2 separate regions of the Ovis aries genome follow, and region 1 is linked to region 2. Evidence: chromatin contacts called from public Hi-C data. All regions are on one chromosome and are shown on one strand. Each heading gives the region's core, a stretch centred on a gene start, on an enhancer-like site or on the middle of the called end of the contact. The rest is flanking DNA. Distances are from core to core; before and after follow the strand shown. Region 1 has its middle 8.7 kb from the start of TMED10. Region 2 overlaps TMED10 (transmembrane p24 trafficking protein 10).

Evidence for each region. Hi-C and Micro-C count contacts between places; a contact is called where the count stands out from the background.
Region 1: a contact with region 2 is called in a Hi-C map of skin fibroblasts, with 1.7 times the contacts expected there. The contact joins two enhancer-like sites. A contact is called at or near these places in 2 of 16 Hi-C or Micro-C datasets (blood and skin fibroblasts).

Annotation. Positions count from the first base shown.
Region 1 is chr7:84,495,334-84,501,391 of ARS-UI_Ramb_v3.0, reverse strand. No RefSeq gene overlaps it. Among named protein-coding and RNA genes, the nearest start is that of TMED10, 8.7 kb to the right of the region's middle. Within about 2 kb of position 4,186, at least 4 of the 54 cell types and tissues checked have an H3K27ac peak or open chromatin away from gene starts, as enhancers often do.
Region 2 is chr7:84,461,315-84,467,081 of ARS-UI_Ramb_v3.0, reverse strand. It overlaps TMED10 (transmembrane p24 trafficking protein 10), which reads left to right. Exons shown (of 5, transcript XM_004010798.5): 3 at 1,028-1,101. Among named protein-coding and RNA genes, the nearest start is that of NEK9, 15 kb to the right of the region's middle. Within about 2 kb of position 2,946, at least 44 of the 54 cell types and tissues checked have an H3K27ac peak or open chromatin away from gene starts, as enhancers often do.

The sequences.
Region 1 (6,058 bases), core at 2,937-5,436, 33 kb before region 2:
GCCTGGTGGGCTGCCATCTATGGGGTCGCACAGAGTCAGACACAACTGAAGTGACTTAGCAGCAGCATCAGTTTCAGGTGTACAGCAAAGTGCCTCCGTTTTATATGTATATATATATATAAATATATATTATTTTCACCTTTTTTTCCCTTACAAGTTATCATAAGATTTTTAAAAAAATTTATTTATTTAATTAATTTGCGGCCACACCCTGGAGCAACAGACCTGGGTCACACAGCTTGTGGCATAAGCCCTCTTGGAGGAGGCCACCATTAACCCCACCATAGAGCCTCCGAGCAGACGACCCACAAACTGCAGAACAAATATACCAAACAAATTCTCTGACTGTTAAGAAAGTTCTAGGACCTATACAACAGCTTTCCCAACCTGGGGATCTGGCAAAGGGATTGAGAACCACCAGGGAATTTGACTTTGGAGGCCACTGGGATTTGATCACTGAACTTACACAGGACTAGGGAAACAGACTCTTGCAGGGCACAAACAAAACCTTGTGCGCACCAGGACCTAGGAGAAAGGAGCAGTGACTCCACAAGAGACTGATCCAGACTTGCCTGTGAGTGTCTAGGAGTCCACGGAGGCATGGGTCAACAGTGGCCTGCTGCAGGGTCAAGGGCACTGAACGCAACAGTGTGTGTACCAGACCTTCTGAAGGAGGTCGCCATTCTCTCCATTACCCCTACCATAGTTTGGTCTCAGGACAGGGAGAGAACACAGCCCCACTCATCAACAGAGAACTGGACTAAAGATTTACTGAGCATGGCCCCGCCCATCAGAACAAGACCCAGCTTCCCCCTCAGTCAGTCTCTCCCATCAGGAAGCTTCCATAAGCCTCTTATCCTTACCCATCAGAGGGCAGACAGACTGAAAACCACAATCACAGAAAACTAATCAAACTGATCACATGGACCACAGCCTTCTCTAACTCAATGAAACTATGAGCCAGGCCATGTCGGGCCACCCAAGATAGATAGGGCATGATGGAGAGTTCTGACAAAACGTGCTCCACTGGAGAAGGGAATGGCAAACCGCTTCAGTATTCTTGCCTTGAGAACCCCATGAATGGTGTGAAAAGGCAAAAAGATAGGACACTGAAAGATGAACTCCCCAAGTCAGTAGGTTCCCAATATGCTACTGGAGATCAGTGGAGAACTAACTCCCAAAAGAATGAAGAGACGGAGCCAAAGCAAAAACAACACCAGTTGTGGATGTGACTGGTGATGGAAGTAAAGTCTGATGCTGTAAAGAGCCATATTGTATGGGAACCTGGAATGTTAGGTCCACGAATCAAGGCAAATTGGAAGTGGTCAAACAGGAGATGGCAAGAGTGAACATCGATGTTTTAGGAATCAGTAAACTAAAATGGACTGGAATGGGCGGATTTAATTCAGATGACCATTATGTCTACTACTGTGGACAAGAACCCCTTAGAAGAAGTGGAGTAGACCTCACAGTCAACAAAAGAGTCTGAAATGCAGTACTTGGGTGCAATCTCAAAAATGATAGAATGATCTCTCATCATTTCCAAGGCAAACCATTCAATATCACAGTAATCTAAGTCTATGCCCCAACCAGTAATGCTGAAGAAGTTGAACAGTTCTATGAAGACCTACAAGACCAAGAACTAACATCCAAAAAAGATATTCTTTTCATCATAGAGGACTGGAATGCAGAAGTAGGAAGTCAAGAAACATCTGGAGTAACAGTCAAGTTTGGCCTTGGGGTTCAAAATGAAGCAGGGCAAAGGTTAACAGAGTTCTGCCAAGCGAATGGACTGGTTATAGCAAACGCCATCTTCCAACAACACAAGAGATGACCCTACACATGGACATCACCAGATGGTCAACACCGAAATCAGATTGATTATATTCTTTGCAGCCAAAGACGGAGAAGCTCTATATAGTCAGCAAAAATAAGACCAGGAGCTGACTGTGGCTCAGATCATGAACTCCTTATTGCCATATTCAGACTTAAATTGAAGAAAGTAAGGAAAACCATTAGACCATTCAGGTATGACCTAAACCAAATCAGTTACAATTATATAGTGGAAGGGACAAATAGATTCAAGGCATTAGATCTGATAGAGTGCCTGAAGAACTATGGATGGAGGTTTGTGACATTGTACAGAAGGCAGCGATCAAGACCATCCCTAAGAAAAAGAAATGCAAAAAGGCAAGATGGTTGTCTGAGGAGGCCTTACAAATAGCTGAGAAAAGAAGAGAAGCTAAAGGCAAAGGAGAAAAGGAAAGATACACCCATCTAAATGCAGAATTCCAAAGAATAGCAGGAGAGATGAGAAAGCTTTCCTCAGTGATCAATGCAAAGAAATAGAGGAAAACAAAAGAATGGGAAAGACTAGAGATCTCTTCAAGAAAATTACTGATACCAAGGGAACTTTCCATGCAAAGATGGGCACAATAAAGGACAGAAATGGTATGGACCTAACAGCAGCAAAGGATATTAAGAAGAGGTGGCAAGAATACACAGAAGAACTATACAAAAACAATGTTCATGACCCAGATAACCATGATGGTGTGATCATTCACCTAGAACCAGACATCCTGGAATGTGAAGTCAAGTGGGCCTTAGGAAGCATCACTACAAACAAAGTTAGTGGAGGTGATGGAATTCCAGCTGAGCTATTTCAAATCCTGAAAGATGATGCTGTGAAAGTGCTGCACTCAATATGCCAGCAAATTTGGAAAACTCAGCAGTGGCCACAGGACTGGAAAAGGTCAGTTTTCATTCCAATCCCAAAGAAAGGCAATGCCAAAGAATGCTCAAACTACTGCACAATTGCATTCATCTCACATGCTAGCAAAGCAATGCTCAAAATTCTCCAAGCCAGGCTTCAACAGTACATGAACTGAGAACTTCTAGATGTTCAAGCTGGATTTAGAAAAGCCAGAGGAACCAGAGATCAAATTGCCAACCTACTGGATCATTGAAAAGCAAGAGAATTCCAGAAAAACTTCTGCTTTGTTGACTATGCCAAGGCCTTTGACTGTGTGGATCACAACAAACTGTGGATATTAAGTATCAACTATGTTTTTTCACATCCTTCTACCCTCCTCCACTTGGAGGCTATTTTGGATTGAATTGTGTCCTCAAAAAGATATGGTGAAGTCCTCCTAATCCCTGGTACCTGTGAAAGAGACCTTAATTGGAAAAAGGGTCTCTGCTGATGTAACTGAGTTAAGGATTTTGAGATGAGATCATCCTGGATTATCTGGGTGGACCCTAAATCCAAACACAAGTGTCCTTATAAGACACAGAGGAGAGACACAGAAGAGAAGTTCATCTGAAGAGAGAGACAGAGATTGGAGCTTTGGTGCCATAAGCCAAGGAATGCCTAGAGCCACCAAGAACTGGAAGAGGCAAGGGAAGAGACTTCAGAAGGAGCTTGTCCCTGCTAACACCCTGATTTCAGACTCTTGGCCTCCAAAACTGTGACAGGATACACTTTTGCTGTTTTAAGCCACCAAGTTTGTGGTAATGTGTTATTGGCAGAGCTTGGAGACTAGTAATACAGAGGCTTCCATCCTCGGCCCATCCTTTGCCGGTCTTGGCAATCAGAGGTCTTTGCGATTAGAAGCTGAACTGTGGATGTCCTGGCCCAGAGACGGCTCAGCTGTGCTTGTTGAACCCCCAGCCAGGACACCGGGCCCAGGAGGAGGGAAGAGGAACCCGGCTGTGAGCAATGCGGTGGCATCACCTTTGTGAGTCTGCGATTTCTCCACTGTTTTTGATGCAAGCTTATAAAAAGTCAAAGAAAGGCTCTGTTCTCAGTCTCTGGCTTCACATTTTACAAAGGAGGAAGTCAACACCTAGATGGCGTAATTTCTAGCCCAAGGCCGCCCAGTGAGTGGCTGGCAGGGCAGAGCCAGGACCCCTGTCTAAAGGACACATCTCCTGAGGGAAGTCCAGTCCAAGGCTCTCACTGTGGGTTTGCCACAAAGCCCTGGTTATTGCAAGCCTGGCTGTTGTTACTTTAACTTCACTCCAAAAGAGTCACTTCTAATGATTTTGCTTGCCCCTGACCCTCATGTGGGTAGTGGCGTTGACCTCTGGCTTAGAGGCTCTGATGGTTCCCTTCCCCACAGCTGGGTCTTCTGCTTTAGAGATGCAAGCTGAGCTATCTTCGGAAGCCACTATCTGAAATGCAGAAGTTGGCCATCTGTAGAACTGACAGCACTGGCTGTGGTCTGTGAAACACCAAATCTTGGAGAAGTATCTCTTTAGCAAGGTTATTAATACTTCCTTTGCCCACGTGCCACAATGACTTTCTGCAAGAAAGAGAAAAAAAAAAAAATCCTCCCTCATGTGCCTGCAAGAGAACTTCCTCTTCATCTAAAGTCCTGGCTTTCCATTCCCCCTTTGCTGACACTTGAGCTGGCAAAACATGGCTGGCCCAGGAATGAACCTTGTCCCCCAGCTTGGGACAAGGTTCCAGAGACTGCCCTTACCAGAGGTCCAATTTCGTGTCGTGTCCCAGGAGAAAGGGCAGCAGTGCTCAGGCAGGAGAAACAGGGATGGAAATCGGACTGAGAAATATTTATGTAGTGTTTTCCTTGGAAGGTGTGGAAAGGTCAGGGATGGAAATAGGAATGGCCAAGGGTTAGGTGCAGCATTAATTTGCAATTCTAGGTGCCATGTTGGGAAGTTTTAAAATGTCTAAATGCCCAGCCTGCACCCATACCATTTGCATCTGAATATCTGGGGGAAGGGGTGTCGTGGGAAGAGACAGGCATCAGTGTTTATTAAAGATCTCCAGATGGGTCCAGTGCGTAGCAAAGTTTGGGAACAATTGACATACGCTATTCCCCTAGACAAGAGCCAGATATTCTGCAGACCTGGGACTGCATTAGGTCCCAGGTGGGTTCTAGGCATTGACAGTCTTTAAAAATCTGCCAGGTGCTTTCAGTGTACAGAGCTGAATCAAGTAAATAATAAAGAGAAAGTCAAGTGGGCATTATCAAGGTGTCTGCAGCTGCTGGTCTTTTCCCATCTGTATGGTCTGTATCACTCACAAGATAGAGCTTTTGGGGGAGGAGAATAACTTCTGGTAGATTCCAGAGATAGCTGGTGATGGCAGACACCAGATGCTGACCGCTTAGTGGCCTATCAAGAACAGTGCGTTGGAGAGAAAACAAAACCTTTTCAGAACCAGGAGTGAAGGCCAAAACCAGTGTAGTCCTCTGCTCTCAGTCACCAAGCTTTTTAAGTCTCAGAGGGCTTTTTGAAGTGATCCTGAGAGCTCTTAGGACCTGCATGTGTGCAGGCTGCAGGCACAGCTGTTTCCAGGGACATGAGGGTAGATGCCATTTAGCTATGAATCTTCCTTTGTGGTGCCTCAACTCTGGAGCTGCTTCACAAAGCACTGAGCAATTTCCCCATTTCTTTCTTTCCTTCTCAATACATTTTTTGTTTCTTCTCAGAAGCTTGATTGGCTACGGACATAAGGTAAGCATGGTGCCCCTGCAGTTCCATCTTAGCTCCCTGACCCTATATCCTTCTCCCCTAGAGTCTCATCTTTGCAACTCCTTTCTTTTTCTTTCTTTCTTTCTTTCTTTTTTTTTTTTTTTGCACCTTGGTTCCTCCACTCCAGCTGGCCAGGTGGATTTCTTTTCATCTCATTCTTGCCTTGGGATTCTGCCTTCCTGGCCTCCAGGACTTCACCTCTCTGCCCTGGGCTCTGGGGCTGGTGTTCTCCATAAGCAAACAGTGCCGATGGGACAGAAGTGACACCTCCCTTCCACTCCTGCCCTTGTCAGCTTTGGTTTGTTCTCAAGGTACGTGGATAGTGGTGATGGTTCATGTGATGGTTCTTATATTTTCTGAAACTTCTTTGGGAACATATATTATTATCTTGTGCTTGCCTCATTTTTAAAGTTCTTCCTGAGACTTTCCTCATGGTCCAGGAGTTTAGACTCTGCTTCCACTGCAGGGGACACGGGTTTGATCCCAGGTCTGGGAACTAAGATTCCACATGCCATGCAGGTTACCTTACCTTGACAATGTTCTAGAGACAACACTAATG
Region 2 (5,767 bases), core at 1,697-4,196:
GAAGGCACAGATTGCAGTCACCACCACAGTCCTAGCACCTTGGGAGTTCTCAGTGAGTTGTTTTTTGAATTGATGTTTCAGAAAACCTCCAGTGTTTCTCAGGGTACAGTACCGTTCTCTATGGCTTATGGTCTCAGAAACCACAATGGTTAAGTGGCACTGTTTCCCAGAACTCCTGATTTCATGCAGGTAGTTGTTAGTTTTATAAGTAATCAGGTGAATTTTACAGGATGAGTACTGAGCAGTTTTCTGGGGCCCTTTGTAATCTTTCCCTTTCTCCTACTTGATAAGAGTAGAATTCTTTTTGATCAGATTACCATTTCTCATGGGAACATTGCTCTGTTGGTCCTACTATATCCCAAATGGACTTTTCTGTTTGTAAGAAGTACTCCTGAGAATTGTATTCTTACTATTAAGTTTCTTCTTGGGCTCCTCTAGGGGCTTTGTGGGGATAGTCCTGTACCATTTTATTTACCTATTGAAATGGCCTTACATTGACCAAAACCTTTGAAATAAGTGGACTAGTAGACAAATCCTGTGTACTTTTCAGTACTCATATTTGTGTTAAGTAATCCAAGCTCAGCATATACCTAGTAATCCTTCTCTCAGAATTTGGCAGGTCGTCTTTTTTCAGATGTGGAACTGTGCCTGAGCAGCCTGCGTGGGTGCCCACTGCCTGCCGGTCTGTGCCCCACAGTGGGTTTCCTAACCAGTGAGCCTGTGTGTGCTCTCCTCTCCCATTCTGTTCCTGTTCTGCCAGCTGCAGGATCGTGTGTCCTGCTCCCTCAGAGATGTTTGCCAGCAGCATGTTCTTGTCGCTTTCTGGCACCCCCCACACATAGAGGCTTTGTCTGGAATGCTTGTGATTTTTAGCCAGAGCCAGGAATTTTCTGCAGCTGAGTAGGGGGAGGAGTTGTGACTGTTTCCCTCTATTGAGAGGGTAGGGGTTAGGGAGAGGGAGGGCGGGTGGGTGATTTCCCGGAATTTTAAATATTCCTCACAATGAACCCTTTGATTTCTTTCTCAGGAACAGGGCGGATACCTGACCAACTCGTGATCCTAGACATGAAGCATGGAGTGGAAGCGAAAAATTACGAAGAGGTACGTCCTGCTTAACAGCCAGTGGAGGCAGTAGCTTGCCATTCCGTGAGGTTTCTGTGACCTAGTCAGGCCAGCAGGCTGTGCTTTGCCCAGAAGGCTGTGGTTTTCTCAGCAGTCATGTGACAGCCAGCTTGATATAAAAAAGTTGTGTTAACAGCCTTGAACAATAATTCTGGCTGTGCTGTCAGCCAAATGACTGGACCAACCGTCCCATAGAAGTGTTGGTATGATAAAACACTCAAGCACATGCCAGCAGTGCTTTTGAGACAGAAACCAGATATATATTTAGAATTTCTAAAAGCTAGAATTCATTAATGTTGATGTTCAAGGTTAAGAAAAGTGATTTTTTTTAAATTCGTATGGTTTTTATTCCCAGACTGACAGCTATGTGTATATTTAGATTCAGTGCTGTTTAGACTTGAACAATTGTGTTGTTTTTGAAAAAACACAATAATCAAAAGTAGCTTTTAATTAAAATAATTTCAAATTTTTCAAAAAGAGAGCAAGATGGAAGAAGAAAACTACAAGAGACTTGGAGTTTTGCTGACAGCATGTATTGTAGTAAAAATAGGCGTTTATTTGGGTGGTAGGGAGCTGGAAGTGTGCTTAGAATTAGGGGAGGGGGACTGGGCTCTTTTAAGCTATTGTGAGAGACTCTGGGGGCAGCACAGCTTCTTTAAATGAAGACTACCTGTGAAAACCACAAGACCTATTTAAGACTGGAGGATTGATCTTTACAGAAAAGATAAGAGTGTTTTTACCGAGGTCAGTCTTTTTATGAAAGTACCTAAAGGCATATAGAAGAGATGGGCTACAGGAAGTATAAATGGATTTTGAAGAATGTAAACTGAATAAACAAAGGAAAGTTGCTTTAAGTGATTTAAGAGAATTTTCTAGGAATGGTGGAACAGGAGAGGTTATTCTATCTTTGGTCAGAATTTGGAAGGGAAATATCCTAAAATGGAAGAGGATTGGAAGCCAGTGGCTGGCTCTGCAACAGGAAGTAGTAGTACAGTAATTGTGGCTCTCCAGGTCTCTCCTCTTTTTTCTTAGTTCATGTGTTCAGTTGAACAAAACTGGACTGAATTATTTGTAGGCAGTATATCGGAGCAAGTGATGCAGTTGTGAATGGAAGGCAATTCCTGATAGAGACTTTGGTTGGCTTGTTTCTGTCTCCAGGCTAGTTTAATTAAAAGAAATAAAGCCAAGAGCTTTTTTGTTCAATGAACGGCAAGAGTAAATTGAAAAATCCTTTTAAACTTTTATGAGTCAGAGGAATCCTAATTGTATTTAATAAGTTAAAGCACTGTTGTATGATATAAAACACTAAGAAAAATGTTGTATTATTATGATGTTGAAGAATAGGTAAAAGAATTTGCAGTTTTTGAATACTGCTGTTATATTCTCACCCTCAGATTAGATGCTAGATATAGCTGCTGCTTCTCTAAAGCAGACAGTGTTATTCTGAGTTTACATGTACAGTGATGTGTACATCCACCGTATGGCATTTTAGAACCCCCATACCCCGACACCTGGAATTTCCATCATCCTTGGACTTTGTTGACACTAGGAAAGGGCCTTTATCTTTCCTGACCTTTTACTTAACCCAAGAGGGGAATCCCTAGCAGAAAGGAAACCACGGTGCTTCCTTTGCTGCTTCCTGCTTCAGCAGCCTAGCACGTCCTAAGCCCTTCTTTACGCACATGGTTACAACACAGCTCAAAATTCTCTTTCTTAACCAAGAAACTCCTCCCACTACTTTCTTCAGTGACCTACCTCCCCACTCCCCCACCCCTCAATCAAAAAGCAGATCAAACTGAGACAGAGGATGACATGTGATTATGACACAGGCCAAAGACCGGCCCATTTCTCAGGCCAGAGCTAGGCCGGCTCCCTTGAACCTTGCTCAGAAATGGCTGTTTAGTTGTCGCTCGTCCAGTGCCTGGGACAGGAACATGGATGATAGAAGCACTTGCTGTGTAGTTTATTAGCAGAGAGCACTGGACATATGTAGAGGTTTTGAGGCATTTAACTTCAGGCCCTGGGGGCGAGGGCAAGGCTTTATCTCCAGAGGAGTGGGGCCCTTTGGCATCAGTGTTTGAATTCAGGAAGGTGGCATGTTTCTTTTAATGTTTTTTCACATCGAACATCACTCTGCCTCACAGTTGTGGACTTCATAATTCTGAAATCCCACATGGTCCTGTACAATTAAGTAGTAATCATTGTCTAAACACCTGGACAGAGAACCACACTACCTGCCAAATTGTTATGGAGGTTTAGTGAATTAACGCGTGTGAATTGCTATGTAAACAAATGTAATTTGTAATTACATTGTCAAATTACATTTGACAAATGTAAGGTGACATTATTTGAAGGCAGAGTGGTTGACATTTTGTAAAGAAATGTAGTTTTGTAGTTTGAAATCTTTAAATAGAAAGAATGCATATTTCCTCAGAAATAAAACATTTTTAATTCCCTCCAATAGATTTTAAGGATCTCTCACCACTATCTTTTGCCCCTAAGAGGGTCCCATTTTGGTAGAATCAGTATGTGAATCGAGCCATTTCTTTTTAGTTTGTGGTCTGTGAGCTAGAACAGCTGTTTGCAGGGACTTATTATCTAATCTTACAGTTGTGGGAATAAAGGCAGTTATCCCACCAGGAAGGAGCTGTCTGACATAACTCACTGGGCTGTGTATGTCCCTTCTTGCTTAGATGTCTGTATTTTCAGCACAACTAAAATAATTTTTTGCCTAAATGTTCTATTAGTATGCCATTTGCTACCAACAGATACACCAAAAACACAGTTGCACTTTTTGAAGCATCAGCTGAAGCCTTTTCAAAAGCTGTTTCTCTGAATGCCCTCATGAAGGAGGAACTCTGGTTCTACATACTAGATCCAAAAGCCCTTTCTTGACATAGCTTAAATGAAATAACATGGGTAAGCTACTTGACACATAGGCGATCAGTTCAGTAGATTTTAGCTCCCTTCTACCCCACCTAGAAGCTGCCACATGGCTATGACAGAGTGAATAGGATCTTTCTAAATTTCATTCATTTAGTCCTAAGATTGGCAGTCTTTTCTGGACTTATTTTGGCATGTTGTTGACCTTCTGACCTTCGCTGAAGAAGCCTGTGATCCATGTGCCCTCATGCAAAAGTAGACTTGGCTTTGGGTGTAAGTCTATCTTCATTGTCTTGATTGTGTTAAGACTGGGTGGTTTCCTCTTTGATTGCTATGCTTCTAAAATTTGCAGGGGCTGAGGATGCGGGTATGGAGATAACAGTCATTTGCCTGAATCTGGCTCTCCTCATGAAGCTTCTGTCTTGAGTTTCTCAAAGTTCCACCAAGGGAAAGAATCCAGTGATTCCCTAGAGGCTGGTTCCACGTGTGTGTTTCAAGAAGCAGTCTTTCAGATTTACCACCTTCCCTTGGTATGATTACATAGAACTCTGAACTCTTTGGAATTCAAATCATCATTAGAGGAATGGAAAATTTGTGTATAGTTTAAGGGTAACTTCACAGTTATTTGGAAGGTATTGTAGATGTGCAGGGAAAGCTTTTTCAAACAATACCTTCCACTACAGATGAGAGTGATAGATACTGTGGTAAAGAAAACTTTCTCCTAGGCAGTGGGCCTGGTGAAAGTGAATGCTGACAGTTGATGCTCTTAACATTCAAGAAGCACTTGCTTCAGGGGACCAGCAGCACTTAATATCTGCTATAGGAAGTTGACTCCTTAAAGAAGGCATAGAATGGACATAATGGGTCAGCTTCAAGTATGTACCTTATATTAGGCATGTGGGACGACACAAAGTATATATCATTCTGATGCTGTTGCATTCAAGATCCAAACTAGTGTGGGGGAAAAGGATAAAAAGCAAAACAACGTGGATATGACAGTGTCTGAGTGTTAATTGTGTGGCATTCTTAAGTGTTGTGCGGCTTTAGAGAAGAGGGGATCAGTGTGGACAGTAGTGGTTAAAGGAGGCTTCATGGTTAAGGCTGGAAAGATAGGTGGGATTTGGATACACTGAATATGTATGCTTTTGGAAGTCAGGGATTCGTTTTTGCTTACATTTTATAGCAGAGCTTTGGAGTTTTGATGCTAAATAAATGCTTTGGTGCCCTGAATAGGGAGTCATGAGACTTTGGTACTGGTGGTCTTGGTGTTGCACTCAGAGGACTGAGTAACTTTATGAAATCGTCAGTTTCCTCATTTGTAAAATGAAGTCTCTCTTAGCCCTGGTATTTATTTAATGGTTAAATGCAGCCTAAAAGGGGAATGCTGCCTCCTAGTGGAGAACCTGTGAAATAGGCTTTTGCTTTTATCAAACTGTTGGCAAAACACACGTCATCCTTCTAGTCATGGAAGAGAAGAGTAGACTAGGATAATAATGGCCTGCCTCCACGAAACAGGTTTAATTTTACATTCTTAAAGACTCTATGAACATTAAATCAGATGTTTAGAGTAGCAGAACAGTCAGTAGGGATATTGATACAGATTTTCTTGTTAGCTCTTTGTACTGATGTTCATCCCACTCAGAAGTGTGGAGATAATTTACTGAATTAAAGACAGGATTGAGTTGGGATTTCATTGGGGAAATGAGATTCAACTTGGATGATATGTTATGAATAGAAGTATAGAGTCTAGAATAGGATCTAT